2 separate regions of the Zea mays genome follow, and region 2 is linked to region 1. A link is a contact called in public Hi-C data. All regions are on one chromosome and are shown on one strand. The core of a region is the stretch at or near the end of the contact, and the rest is flanking DNA. Distances in the headings are between cores, read along the strand shown. Region 1 holds the start of LOC112136098. Region 2 holds the start of LOC100284852 (glycosyltransferase).

The links. Hi-C and Micro-C count contacts between places; a contact is called where the count stands out from the background.
Region 2: a contact with region 1 is called in a Hi-C map of tassel, with 2.6 times the contacts expected there. The contact joins the promoter of LOC100284852 here to the promoter of LOC112136098 in region 1. A contact is called at or near these places in 3 of 25 Hi-C or Micro-C datasets (bundle sheath, ear and tassel).

What each region holds. Positions count from the first base shown.
Region 1 is chr5:60,409,228-60,416,539 of Zm-B73-REFERENCE-NAM-5.0, reverse strand. It overlaps LOC112136098, which reads left to right and starts at 3,343. Exons shown (of 6, transcript NM_001361255.1): 1 at 3,343-3,529; 2 at 4,276-4,381; 3 at 5,333-5,515; 4 at 5,776-6,258; 5 at 6,371-6,433; 6 at 6,737-7,003. The coding sequence starts at 3,503. The coding sequence ends at 6,741. It overlaps LOC100283751, which reads right to left. Exons shown (of 4, transcript NM_001367171.1): 4 at 7,176-7,312. It overlaps LOC542050, which reads left to right. Exons shown (of 4, transcript NM_001111689.1): 3 at 394-522; 4 at 677-920. The coding sequence ends at 799.
Region 2 is chr5:60,604,635-60,611,946 of Zm-B73-REFERENCE-NAM-5.0, reverse strand. LOC100284852 (glycosyltransferase) reads right to left here and starts at 4,034. Exons shown (of 2, transcript NM_001157747.2): 1 at 3,546-4,034; 2 at 1,778-3,434. The coding sequence starts at 3,669. The coding sequence ends at 2,191.

The DNA of each region.
Region 1 (7,312 bases), core at 2,094-4,593:
TCCGAATGTTGTTCATTTGGAATTGCTAATTCTTTTCTGAGTTTGTACTTAGTGTACATTTCTTGTAGGTCTTCCATTGCTTGGGTGTCTTGCAGATTAAGGCATTCAAAAGACAACACAGTTTGTAAAGTGTAAATTTGGTAGGTTAATAGCATAAATATGTGAAAACATGGAAAATAAACAATGATAAGGTCTTGCATTTTATGTTTGATCCAGTAGTTTATTGCATGAAAGACAATGTAATAAGTTGCTTGCTGATTGAGGATCAAACTAGGTTCAGAAATAAATAATAAATGCTCAATTTGTTGATAGATTGAAGTGAAGCGGCAACCAACAGACTAGTTTGTAGGCAGAGTGTACTGAATGTATTTTTTTGTTTGTGTGATGTTTCAGGAAGCCACTATTGATATAAAGCTTCCTAGAAGAAGTTTGCTTGTTCAATTTACATGCAATGCATGTGGTGAAAGGACCAAGCGCTTGATAAATAGAGTAGCCTATGAAAGAGGGACAATTTTTCTTCAGGTAAACTTTGTTCCATGCCTTAATTTATGTGCAAATGTAATTTCCAAACCTAATGCTATGATCATTTTGGATCGCTGTATGAGACGATTCTTATGATTGACGTTTTCTTACACATGCTGTAAATATATTTTCTAACATACACTGCATAACACAGTGTGCAGGGTGCCAGGTGTACCACAAGTTTGTTGATAATCTTGGTCTAGTTGTTGAGTATGATCTACGAGAGGAAAATGTGGTACAAGGAGAAAATGTGATTGATACTAATTCTGAAGATTGATCTGTTGTGAGAAGCAGTGTTGGTATGCAAAACATCCTGTTGTAGCCTGTTGTCTGAATGTCTGTAGGTTTTGACAATATTGATTATTTATATAAAATGACATTTTAGTTGCTGCATATACTCATCTGAATACATGGGGGCCTAGATGTATTTTATAGTGTGATATATGGTTTTATGAAGGAAACAAAGGATCACGATACTAGAGTACCCTGCATTTCCAAAAAAGACCTGTCATTAATATGGGACCAATACATTTTTAGCAGATTATTCTGGCTCTTGTGATATGGTACTAATATTTGATATGCACACTACTTTGCACCATTATTGGCCTGCATCATTGAGATTTTGATCAACTGGGGCAATTTTGTAGTCATCACCTTCGCTATCCTTGGCATCACCCTTCTTTCCCTTGAGGAACCGAATAAGGCCCGGTGTCGTCATTCCTCATAAGCACTTCTGAGATCTCTGTTGGAGTCAGCATCACCTCCTTAGGTCAATGCTTGTTTACCAGTACACGAGAAAATGGAAGCTGGATGCTTCTTTACCAATACACCAGCATTTACAGAACCACTAGGAGCAACAGCAGCATACTATGTCAAAAACCAGTAAGTATTTGTATTCTTGACTAGTAGCATTTCTGTCATTAAGCACTGTCATACTATGTAAAAAATGATCAGTACTACTGTACTACTTTACAATGATCAAACCATATACCACTAAAAATATTCGAAGTATTGCTATTCGTAGGGATTCCTATGTAGGCCTGTAATGAGTTGGGTTGAAATGACTTTAATGGGTTAGGTAGGTTCTCAATTGGGTACATTTTGGATGGGTGGGAATGGGTTGATTTACTTAGGCCTTTTTTGGATGTCCATTTATCGATCTTAATCCATGTGAAATTTAGTTTGAATTTCACACCAACCCACTCCAATACATATAGGTTGAGGTCAACATATGAGCACCCAAACAAATTCTTAGCGGATTGGGTTAGATTTGTTTTAATAGAAAAATATGTTGGATGGGATGGGATCAGGGTTTTTTAGGTATGAATGGGTTGAACCCTTGGGTTTGATGTTGGATTTTCAACATATTGCAGTATACATATATATTGGTTTGATTTGAGGTGGTATACTAACTTAAGGTGGGACCTGAACAAATTAAATTACAACACCGGTTAGTATAGAGTAGCTTTATGACATTTTAAATCGTACCCAAATAATTTTCAGTCAATTTCGTTAAAATTATAAGGTGCGAATGTGGAGCGTTTATTTTGTCTAGAGCTCAGTTTGTGATGTGAGGCCCACATGTAGATGTAGATCTTGCTGCGCGCTGGCGCAGATGAGCTCTATGACAGATTTCAGTCAGTTTTGATAAAATCTCTGTGCTGCCTTTTTTGCTGTACAATGAGATGCCATTGCAGAGAGCACGGTCATGTCCAACGTGGTTCTGGGTGGTTTGTGCAACCTGAAGCTGACTGGGGGACCTCCTTTGCTCCTTGTGCTAGACATGAGACGCCGGCATGGTTTGGACTTGAATGGTCTCTCCTACTGTTACGCGATGAAAGTATGCTATCAGGATGAAGAATGCATGACTGGAACAAGGAAGGAACGCAGCTTCATGGAGTGGTTAGGGTGGGTTCCGTCAAATGGTATGCGCCTCCAGCCTCTAAAAATGAAATCCTAAGCAATCTTTATTATTTATTAATGGAATCCCGAGCCTTGCACTGGAGCGCAGTGCTTCAACAGTCACATCGTCTTCCTTCTCTCCTTTTCAGACACTGTTCTCACAGAATCACAAGCAGGGGCCGTTGGATGTCTGCACTTCGCAGCAGCAACAGGATGACGATGACGAGGATGCCCGTGAATGCAGGTGGCAGTGCAAATGTGCGGTTTCCTGAAAGCGAAAAAAAAGGGTGGTGTTTCGAGTGGCCTCCAGTACAAAGACCGCACAGAGCGAGTGGAGATTTTGGAGAAAGAAGATTTGTCGGAGTGGGATACGGAAGCACTGCCCGATTCCAGATCTGGCAGGACGCAAGGGCACTCTGGTCTGGTCTGGCAGGATAAATATACGATGATGGTGGTGCACTGGTGCTGCGTCTTTTGCATATTTATTATGCAAATAGCAACACTAACATAAAAAAAAGATAGAAAAAAGAAGATTAAACCCAAAGTTTGGTCTCTGGTAGCCTAGTCTGCGCTGAGCTGGTAGTGGTAAAGTGATAAAACAAGCAGTGAAATACTAACTTTGTGCAGGACAAAAAAAAAGATTCAATAGCACTGGCCTGAATGGAAAGATGAAAAAGATAGAAAAGAAAAGAAGATTCATCAGTGGTGGTGCTGGCTGCAGTATCAAATATTCCCTGACCCAACATGCTGGGCGCCCCGGATTCCAGAACAGGCACAGTGGGCTCTCCTCCGCTACAGCAGCAGCGACAACGCACCTCCTTATTTTCCTTTTTTTTTTTTTTTTTTTTGCCCCAACCCACCTCGTTCGGTCGCTTTTCTTTGCTAGTGGAAGTGGATTGGTTGATTGATCGCACAGAAGAAGAATTCACACCCACACACACAGACCGAGCTGCCGTCCGCTGCTCTCTCCACCCCTCCTCTCCTCGCGGAACAGGCAGGCAGGCAGGCTGGGATTCCCCGTCCGCGGGGGGAGGTGGCATTCGCCGCTAGGGCAGGACGGGGAAGGCTGGCGTCCGGCATGGCGACCGAGGAGGTACTCCATAAGGTCAGTCCCGAATTCACGTCTCTCTCTCTCGAGGGCATACGACTAGGTTGATCGCATTTTTTCCCATTCATTCCTAGTCTTAGTCTGTGTGGGCTCGTCACTTCGCTACCAGCTCGTTTCCATCCACGCGGATTTGATTGCTCCTGTTCGTTCCTTTGCGATCTTGCTCTGCTCTGCTCTGCTCCCGGGCTCTGCTGATTGCTGGTAGGTACCGACTCGTGCATCCTCCGGCTGCCTTCTGCGCCCATGTTCAAATTGGTAGTTCTAGGGTTTCGGAGGAAAACACCAGCTGTACCTGTTCTCATCCACATATCTGCGAATGGACGGTGGCATCTGGTTGGTGTACATTTCCAGGTACTTCTTGTGGAAGAACCCCGCTTTGGAAAGAACCATGCTGTATGTCCCTGTCCACCAAACTGACCACCAGCTTCCGTATCGGTATGCATCTTCAGTGCTTCTCTGCAGAAGAAACAACAACTCCGGTTAAGATTTGTTTTTTTTTTTAATTTTTTTTACATATACCCTTCAACATGTTCACCACAAGCGCGCAACGAACTCTGTGAGCACCACAAGCGCTTGTGGTGCTCACAGAGTCACAGGCAACCGGTCCCGGCGAATCCTGTACTGTAATAGCCCCGCGCTGAACTTTGCGCGTAGTGTCCGTCTTCCTGTGTGTATTTATTTTTTGATGGATTGGTAAGATAATTCATTTGGCTCCGTCGGCTGCTGGTTTCTGCTGTACACAGGTCCAGAGTCTTATATTGCGCTGCCTTCAGATGTACATGGACCAGAAAGAAGTGGTCGATGCCCTCTCCCACCACTCGAAGATAGAGCCCTGCATTACTGAACTTGGTAACGCTCGCTGCTCTCCTCTCGTGCACTGAGATAACTCATCTCTCTTGCTTGCTTGCTTGCATGAAGTTGGTCCAATGTAACCCCGGGCATATCTGGTTCTACAGTCAGTCCAATGTTACAACCGTGATTTTGTACTACGATGCAATACAGATATCACAATAGCTGAGCCTTTTAGTCTTAGTACAATGTGTTTAAGTAAACAATTATCTTCACTCTTGTATCAATTGTAGTCGTATGCTCCCCGAAAAGTACCGATTTAGTGGCAAACATGTATTCTAGAAATCTCAGTTGGTGTCTTCTAATATCCTTATGCACTAGGATAATGAAAAAACATCCACCCTTGCACAAGCACATGGCAAGCTCAGTGTTAGCATTTATCATGTTTAAAAATTCTTTAGACCCATTATTCTACCTTAATGACAAACTGGATAGCAAGTTCCATTTCTACACCCACCCCCTTTTCTGAAAAAAATATTTTGCAGTGTATTGTATTGAAATTGAATCTGTTGTGACGGGAAAGGGTGGGGGAGGGAAGGGCTGAAAAGAGGGAGGGAGGAGTGCCGTCCATGGCCGGAGAGCAACTGGCGGCGAGCTGCTGGTGGCTGGCAGTTAGGGGAGGGAGAAACCTGGCTTTGATACCATGTTGAGAGGCTAGAAACCCTAAATAGGGTGGGCTGTTGTATATATATTAGAGAGGGAAGTACATGGGCTGGGTCAAGGCTCATTACAACAACAAACACACACAATTAATCTAACACTTCTGCTAAGCCATGAAGATACCAACAAATAGTATAGTAGTGAAAATTAGTTTACGAAGTTCCATTTGCTTCGCTGATGCTCTCAGAATTTCCAATAATACTCATCTTCATCCTTGCATGTGGTTACTTTTTTTCTTAAAGAAATCTCTTATGGCTGCTAGCTAATTGGCGCTTTTTTTTCTCTTATCAGTTTGGCGACAACTTGAGCATCAAAATCCTCTGTTTTTCAAGGCGTACTATATGAGACTAATGCTTAAGAATCAAATAATGGTCTTCAACAAGCTTCTTCAGGATCAGTTTGAGGTTATCAATAAAGAATTTTCTTCAGGGATCCCTTCTATGTCGCTTCCTAATGGCTCTAACTCCAACCTATGTAAGACATTTGTTTCCAACATTCTTATCAGCGATTGTTCATCATTATTTAACTGAGTTTTCTGATTTGCCGAGTGAAGTCCTGTAACAATATGATGGAATCTCAGGCATACATGTTTACTTTGCAAAGTGATTTAACCATTGTATGAGCTAGACAAGTCTGCCATTCATTCGTTTGAAGTTTTGTCTTTGTCCATGAGATCTTATTGCCGCTTTCAAGTTTCAGTGATTTAACATGGCCACTTTCTTTACTTGTTTCAGTGAAGCAAAATCCATGCTTTTTGCCAGAGACTGCTCCTGGATCTGCAATGCCAGATGGTATAATGCACAATGGAAGTTCGCGTGGTATAATAAATGGCACACCATCTGGCGATCAATTGCTCAATGCTAGTAAAGACTTGCATGGCCTTCATAATGGAATAGATGCTTCGACTAGTCTGCAGTCAGACCAGAACGCAGCTGCTGTGCTGTATGGTGTAGACAACGAGACAAGTGCAACGATAAAGACCGAGTCTTGCTATTCGAGCAATGCTGATTTTGCTTTCTGTGGGAATACTTTCCTGGAATCGTGCCAGTCAATAGGCGATGCATCTGGTGGTGGATCCTTCAGTAGCTCAGAGCTGAACGGGCAACCACTAAACGATTCAATTCTGGATATGGAATCATCGTCATTTAGCTTCTTGAACCAAATGCCCCAAAGCTTCATCTTTCCGGACTTGGGAGACGATTTCAACCAAAGTGCAGGTACCTTCCAGTGATATTTGTTGAATTCTTTATTCCTGATTTTGAGTGTCTTCTTTTTTGTCTCCCCTCTACTGCATAAGTTATTTGTCTTGTCTTGGATTCTTTTTTACAGAGATAACACAATTTCTCACCCCGGAAACAAATTTCTCCGATTCGACAGGGGGAGACCATACAGGTGATTCATCCTTCTTTTTTGTTTGTCACAACGACCCCATAAATACAGCATATACTGCATTCTATGATCTTCATGCATTGTCCCCAGAGTAATAAAAGCATTTATTCGACAAACAATGTAGTTCGGGTATGTGTATTAGTGTTTTCTTGGGTGGTACTGGTTGAGATCACTCTATATGCCAAGGATTTAGCCGATGTAGTCTCCAAGAGAATCTTCTCTTGATTTGAGTTGCATTCTGTCGTAGTGGCGACTTCTGGTGGACAAACATGCATTCTGGTATTTACTGGTGTTCTTCCTCAGCAGGTTGAGCGGGGTCATGCACAGCGCACCAACCATTTGTACATACGCTCATGGGCAGTCAAACCTGCACTGATGAAGAGCTTGAGGACCTTTTGATCTAGCTGTTTCTTTTTTCTACTCTTCTCGTCTTATATTGTGGTAGTTTATGGGTTGGTCTTCTGGTATGCCCTGCGATGGCGTCGTTATCGTGCCTTGTACATTGCCGTGCTTGTGTAAGAAACATTAGGAGCGGCGTTGTTCGCGTCAGCATTGATTTGGCTAATTCCTCCGCTTGGCTTGGCTTGTACAACGAATTTTATCAAAATATTAACTGGATTCTGAAATCGAGATTTTCGACCATCGGTTTGTGCTATTGTGTATGCTGCTTCCAACTATCGTGTATCCTGTCAATACCATACCAACACGAGCCTGCCTCAGTCCCACATGGCATGCAACAATTTTTGGATTTAAAAAAAATAAACGCCAGCTGCTTTGGAATTTCGAAAGTTAAACTGGACAACAAGATACAAGACAACTTCGTTTCCTACCACTTGTAAGTAACAGCAGAGTCTCAAAAACAGTCACAGTTTCTTGATGAGC
Region 2 (7,312 bases), core at 2,785-5,284, 190 kb before region 1:
TGTTAGCTCAGCTCGTGATAAAATTGAAACGGGCCGAGTCGAGCCGAACCAAGCTGACCACGAGTCGAGCGAGCTCACGAGCCACGAGTATTTTGTCCAGCCCTATGTCTATCTATAAATATTAAACTCTATATATAATATCTCATTCCAACAGACTCTCCAAAATGCAATTTAGCTTGGCTAGCGAGAGTTGCTAGCCAAATTTGGCTAACGAGGGAGTTAATTTAGAGAGCCGGGTAGTTTAGCAAGTTAAATGGCTATTCTGTTGGAGAGCTATTATGCTATTAATTAGCTAAAATTTAGCTTGACAAACTATTTAGCTAAACTCTTGGAGATGCTCTCTCAAAAGTTTTTGCTGCTCCCTCCGTTCACAGGGCACTAGGCAGCTCCGTTTTAGTTTCTTACTATACATATAGACATAGCCTATGTCCTTTTGCTATGTTTCCATTCCATGGGATGTTTCCGCGCCAGGGTGCTCTGCTCTCTGGGTCGGTCGGTCGGTTGCGTTGCGTGGGCGTTTTCCGGAGCTGATCGATGGGCATTGCCATCTCATCTCATCTGATGCTCACGTCACGTCTGTGTAGATAACAATCTCTTGTTGGCTCCTTTTTCGGTTGGTTTACGGTCTTGTCAACTGCCGCGCCCTCGTTTTCCGTGTGGGGGAACGAACGGTTGAGGCAACCACTGCACCTTCACCTTCCCGCCCGGGTCGTCGTCGTCCATGCCGGCTTGTTTAAGACCTCTTCTTGCTTGGTCCTAAGCTCCTAGCTCCTAGCTAGGGCCGGCCTGCCTTGTTTAGCAAACCGGCTTCTCGGAGAAACAGAGGAAGGCGTACGGGGTCGGGGGGTTGGTGTGCGTTAAGCTAACGACTGTTGTTGAAGCATCGTGACATGCTGCTCTGCTTCCAGATAAAGCGATGGCCTCCTACTAAACCAAGTCCCTTGTTAGTGAGTGAGTGAGTGAATGCCCTGCCACAAGAGTCTCCGTTGCTGAGGATGGGATGAGGGGGCGCATGACATGACTGTTAGAAACTATATTGTCTAGTATCGTTCCTAAGACCTTAGAATATGAATTCGTAACTGAAAGTAAAACCCCGATAACGAGTAGATCTAATCTATTGAGAGGAATGGAGAAACATACCTTGTTGTTGTTGTTGCTATCTTCGTATCGATGCCCTGCAGAGAAGCAGCAGACATCGCAGCAGGCATCGGTATCCGAGCCGCTGTAGGTTGTCGTGTTTCTAGACACTCCGACACCTAGGCGATGGGGGCCTCTGGGGATTAGGGTTTTAAGGCGGGGTACTAGCGTTAGGGGGTGTTTGAATACACGAGAGATGATAGTTAGTGGCTAAAATTAATTGAGGCGTCCAAACACCCTAGCTAATATTTCAGCTATTAGCTATTTTTGATAAATTAGTTAATAGTTGAGTAGTTATTTGTTAACTAGCTAATTCTACTAACAATTTTTAGCCAACTAACTATTAGTTTTAGACTTTTAGTGCATTCAAACACCCTCTTAGTCTTTCCTGCGACCCCTTAGTCCTATATATATAGCGTCGTGTGTATGGGGGCTCCAACCTAGATTAGCGTGGGCCCTCCCGATCAAGGGTCCGATTAAAGGAACGATAATTGGGTTAAATCTAATCCACTCTCTATTGACCGGCTGTAGAGGACCCATCCAACAATGACATGACATGGCTTATGTAACTGGCAAGCCAAGCTGCCGCTGGTACAGGGAACCTTCAAAGGAAGGAAAAATATTGCCTGGCAATGGCAATGGCAGTCACCCGACCTGGCAAGAATGGAAGATGATGATGGGGCTATGGACAAATAATTGGGAATTTACCTATTCCTTGTGTTCGCCTCTACTGACAGCAATCAATCAATCATTTACAGTGTGTGTTTGTGTAGATTAACCTTGGACACGACAATACCTTGTTTTTGTTCCTATCCTTCCTCAACAACAACAACAAAAAACAAAACAATGAAAGAAATGAATCTTGCCACCACAAGAGTGGAGAGGGAGAGACTAGAGAGAGAGGGGAAAGGAGAAGAGGAAACAAGTATATGTATAGAACAACAACAGAAAAAAAAAAGAGAGAGAGACACGGCGTGAAGTGAGGTGAGCAGCTGATCTGAAGTGAATGAAACCTGCAGCAGAGCAGAGGAAAGAGGGGGAGGTCATCATCAGTCATGGCGTCGGCAAGAGATCTCGCGCCTGCTCCAGCGTCCTGGTGAACCTGGTGAGGTTGAGCCTGACGTTCTGCTTGTCCAGGTACACCGTCTTGATGGCGTCCCACCCCTTCTTGTGCACGTCGTAGGGGTGCTTCAGGTAGAAGTGGTCCTCCGGGTAGAGGTCCCTGAGCGAGCTCTCCTCCAGCGACACGTTGTACTCCATGTACGTGACGTCCATGTCCCTTGCGGGGTCCTTGAAGGTGACGCGGGTGAGCCACTCCAGCCCGCCGAACGGCACCACCTGCACCAGCACGGCGCGGCTGGGCAGGAACACCATGTTGGTGAGCCCGGCGCCGTGCACGCCCATCATCACGTCCGCCGAGTTCACCAGCCTCGCGAAGTTGGGCATGTCCGTGTGGTTGTCGGGCTCGGCGATCCGCACGTCGAACCGGGCGGCCGCCGCGGCGCGCGCCATGGCGCGCTCGTTGACGAAGCGGCGCGAGCTCTTGCGCGAGATGATGAGGAGGCGGGGCCGGTCCCGGCGCCGGGGCGCCCCCGACCGCGACGCGACGGCGCGCTCCAGCCGGAACGCGCGGCGGAGCAGGCGCTTGAAGTCGGCCACCGTGACGCCGCCGGGCGAGCGCGAGGGGTCGATGCCCATGGCGCGGTGGAAGGTGGAGCCGATGATGATCCGCGGGAAGCAGTGCACCTCGCGGTCGTTGTTCACGTCGATGACGTCGTAGCGGGAGAGCTGGCGGAAGAGCGGGCGGAACTTGTCGGCCCACCAGTCCTTGATGTCGGCCAGCAGGAACTGGACCTCCCCGCCCAGGTGGTTGGTGCTGGCGAAGAGCGGCACCAGCACGTCGGCGTAGTCGTGGTACAGGTTGCCCGCGAACCCGCCGCTGGAGAAGAGGAAGCCCGGGACGGAGTGGGTGCGCGTGCAGAGCGGCGGCACGGCCGTGTCGTTGGGGCCGCCGAAGGGGACCAGCGTGAACTCGCGCACGTCGTCCATGGCCACGGCGTCGTGCCGCCGCGCGTACGGCTTGGTCCGCCACTCGCGGGACAGCGGGCTGATGTAGATCCGCGAGTGGTTGCCGTCCACGCGGATGTCGCCCACGGCGGCGCACCGCTCCGACCGCTTGCTGGTGTTGTAGCAGGTGGGGCGGGACGGGTCGAAGTCCTCCTCGCCCACGGGGCCCGTCAGCTTGTACCGCGTGCTGTCGTAGTCCTCGTCCACCTCCACCTCCGCCACCGCCTTGGCTGCAACGTCGTAGCCCGCGGTGGGGACGGTTAGTGGATGGACGGAGGAGAAGGCAGGCAGGAGGAGGAATCGAAGAAGCAGGAGGAGGAATCGAAGAGGCGGAGACGTACGGAAAGGGTTGGAGCAGTATCGCGCCTTGATGTACGTGAGGACGCAGAGGGAGACGACCATGGTGACGACCATGGCGGCGTTGCCCACCCGGCGCGGCTCCTGCCGGCCCCTCGGCTGCTTCATGGTCACGGCCGCACCGCACCCCCTCCTCCGCCCGCTGGATCTGGAAGCGACGCGAGCTGCAGTAGCGACGGTGGAGAGGGTATTAATGGAAGGCAGGCCGAGGCCGGGAGGGATTGGGCTCGCTCGCGTCCGCCGATGGCGACCCCGCGGCGGGCAGCGCAACCAGAAACGAGTTTGGTGGGTGGTTGACGCCCGCCCGATGGTTCGCGGGTGCGGGCGCGGGGTGTCCCGGTCCCGGGGAGGGGAGGATGCGAGGCCGATGGGGCCTGCGTGCCACGGCAACCACTACGGCAAGCAAGCAAGCTACGCTACAGAGCCTACAGCCGACGCGCCGGCCCCAGCCCAGCGTACCAACCCACCCATCCGATCCATCGGCGAACGAACGGTAGAATAGATGCCCGCGCCCCGCTGCGCTGATGATGGGTTCGTTCAACGCGGCGGGTGGGATCGGTCGGTGCCCCGCCACAGTGCGGAGCGCAGTCCACGGACACGGACAGTAGTAGCACTGAGACATGGCGCGGCGGCCGGCGGCGAGCCAAGCGTCACCAGCATTGTTTCGCCCGGCCGGCCGGACGGGACACGGGACCTTTGCAGGCAGAGAGGCGCGCGCGGCTTGTGCGTGCGTTGCGGTGTTGCTGTACGTACTGTGGCAGTGGCTGTGTGCTGTCAATTCGCGAGCTTCCGTGCGCGCACGTGCTTGGCCCTGCCTTGCAAACGCCGTAACCCAATCCACGTCTCGTGCTAGACAGCCCAGGTCATCCCATCATCAACTGGCATCTGAGCCAGCCTCGTAATGACGGTATCAATTATCATCGTATGGCTTCCGGACACTCTAGAAGCTTGATATTTGAATCCCGGGAGCCGCACGGCCGTGCCATCTGCTTCCCTCCCAGCTTGCTCGTCAACGCACGATTAACATGCCATACTAATAACGCCATGGCGTGGCACGCTAGCACCTAAGGGCTTATTTGGGAGGAAGAGTAATGGAGAGGATTGAAGCGGCTAGAATACCCCACTATTCAATTTTAAATAGTGAGGAATTATAGCACCCTCAATCCCCTTCATTTCACTTGCTCCCAAACAAGCCCTAAGACTATATCCAGCAGTTTGTCCCTACTTCATATTTATATTTAAATTTCACTCTATAAACTACGATACAAAATGGTATTTTGGATGACTATATATATAGATAGATTATTGAACATGGTCTATCGTTCGTCAAGCACATCACCCCGACACCCTTAGCAAAAGGGTTAGAATGCTGACCCAAGTGTGGACGTAGATCATTAGGGTGGGTTTGATGATGATGATAGGGACAAAAGAACTGCAAGATACGTGGTTTACAACCGTGAGGTTTTTGCAAAAAGATGTAGATGATCATCATTGCCAATTCCATCCGGCATCGAATGCCACAGCCGACAAGGAGCTGAACAGACTGTCAGAAAGCAAAAGTAGCGCGACCTTCCTATTTGCTCATCACTACGGTTATTTAACTGCCCGGCCTGTACATGAAAAAGGGCATCGCTGGCGAACACCCAATAAAATCGCAACAATTTATTTAATTGGATGCTCATTTTATGTTGGGAAGTCCAAAACTGTTGACTTATTATGTTAATGACTTGTTATGTTAGAACATGTACAACCCAATTAAATGAGATATCTTTGTTGTCCATTTAAATGATTTTCACTTTATTTAAATAAAAAAAATTATGGCCAGCCAGGCTGGGCCGCTACAAGGCCCAAAAGGCCGAGCAGCCCAACCCAGCCGGCTGGAAGAAAGGCTGGCTGAGCAGCCCTTTCAGGAACACGTGTCCTAGGGCACGGAAATGTCATGCCGTGAGAGCAAGAGAGGATGTAGCGAAAAGGAAGTTGGCTTTCCTGGCGGCGGCGCGCTGCAGCCTGGTCTTTCGGCGCTCGCGAATTCCTGGCAGTCAACTGCGCAACCTCCTCTAGTTCGGCTCCATAACTATGGAGATTTGCTTCCTGCTCAACACCTCGCCTAAAATCGCTAGTTCTCTGTTCCTATTCCTCCTCTCGGTTCTAGTCACGGTTTGGATCGATTCCTTCGATTTTTGGTGTTCTAGTGTTAATCCTGCTGGTGGAAGAAGGTGGAGGTGGCCCTGCTTGTGCGCAGCGCGGTTCTCCTGCGCTCCGTTGTCTCACCAGTGCACCTGTGTGGTGCTCTGTCTGTTCTGATTATTGTCCACTGTGGCCTGGTGCCTGGGCTCCCTGCTGCGTGGTGTTCGTCTTCTCGGGCTGGTGTCGTGGACGTCTCCCTCGGCTCCGGCAGCGGCTCTAGTATCTCCGTCAACCTCCCGCCGTGCAGGCCCGGACGTCAGTAGCGTAGCTAGAATTTTTCCATGAGGTATGCCATTAAATTTTTTTTATAAATAATTTAATTTAATATATAATAATTTAGTATATAGTTCAAAATATAACACTGTAGATTTAACATTTAAGTCTATAAATGTATATATTAGAATGCAAATATAATATATATCAGTATTTTTTATATGGATCTTGGTGGGCTGGTGGGCCGGCTTAGGATATGCCGTGGCCCACCCGGACCACCCATTGTCTACGCCCCTGCCGGACGTGGGCGGCGGAATTGATTTTCTGGGACAGAACCTTGTGTTCGCTGAGCTGGTCTTCCCACGTAGACAATCTACGTGTTGTGAGTTATTCGTTGTCTCACTTTATTTACTGTTTAATTTTATGCAATCTGCTAGTATTAAATACTTGGGTGTGATTGCACTGTTGTGGGCGGATTTGTGTGCTCGATGATGATAGCGGTGTATTGAGACAACGTGACAGTCTGGGTTTTAGTGTATTATTATTTTCAGCATTGATATTATTTGTGCCTAATTAAATCTCTCTTTGTTGAGGTTGTTTATGAAAGTCGCCTAGAGGAGGGGTGAATAGGGCGAAACTGAAATTTACAAATATAAACACAACTACGAGACGGGTTAGTGTTAGAAATAATAATCGAGTCCGCGAGAGAGGGTGCAAAACAAATCGCAAGCGAATAAGGAGTGTGACACGTGGATTTGTTTTACCGAGGTTCGGTTCTCGCAAACCTACTCCCCGTTGAGGAGGCCACAAAGGTCGGGTCTCTTTCAACCCTTCCCTCTCTCAAACGGTCCCTCGGACCGAGTGAGCTTCTCTTCTCAAATCACTTGGGAAACAAACTTCCCGCAAGGACCACCACACAATTGGTGTCTCTTGCCTCAATTACAAGTGAGTGTTTGATCACAAGAAAGAATGCCAAAGAAAAGAAGCGATCCAAGCGCAAGAGCTCAAATGAACACTACAAATCACTCTCTCTAGTCACTAAGGCTTTGTGTGGAGTTGGGAGAGGATTTGATCTCTTTTGGTGTGCTTTGCAATGAATGCTAGCTCTTGTATAGTGGTTGGAAGCTGGAAAACTTGGATGCAATGAATGGTGGGGTGGTTGGGGTATTTATAGCCCCAACCACCAAACATGACCGTTGGTGGAGGCTGTCTGTCGTATGGTGCACCGGACAGTCCGGTGTACACCGGACATGTCCGGTGCGCCAGCCACGTCACCAATGCCGTTGGGATTCGACCATTGGTGTTCTGACTTCTAGGCCCGCCTGGATGTCCGGTGGCGCACCGGACATGT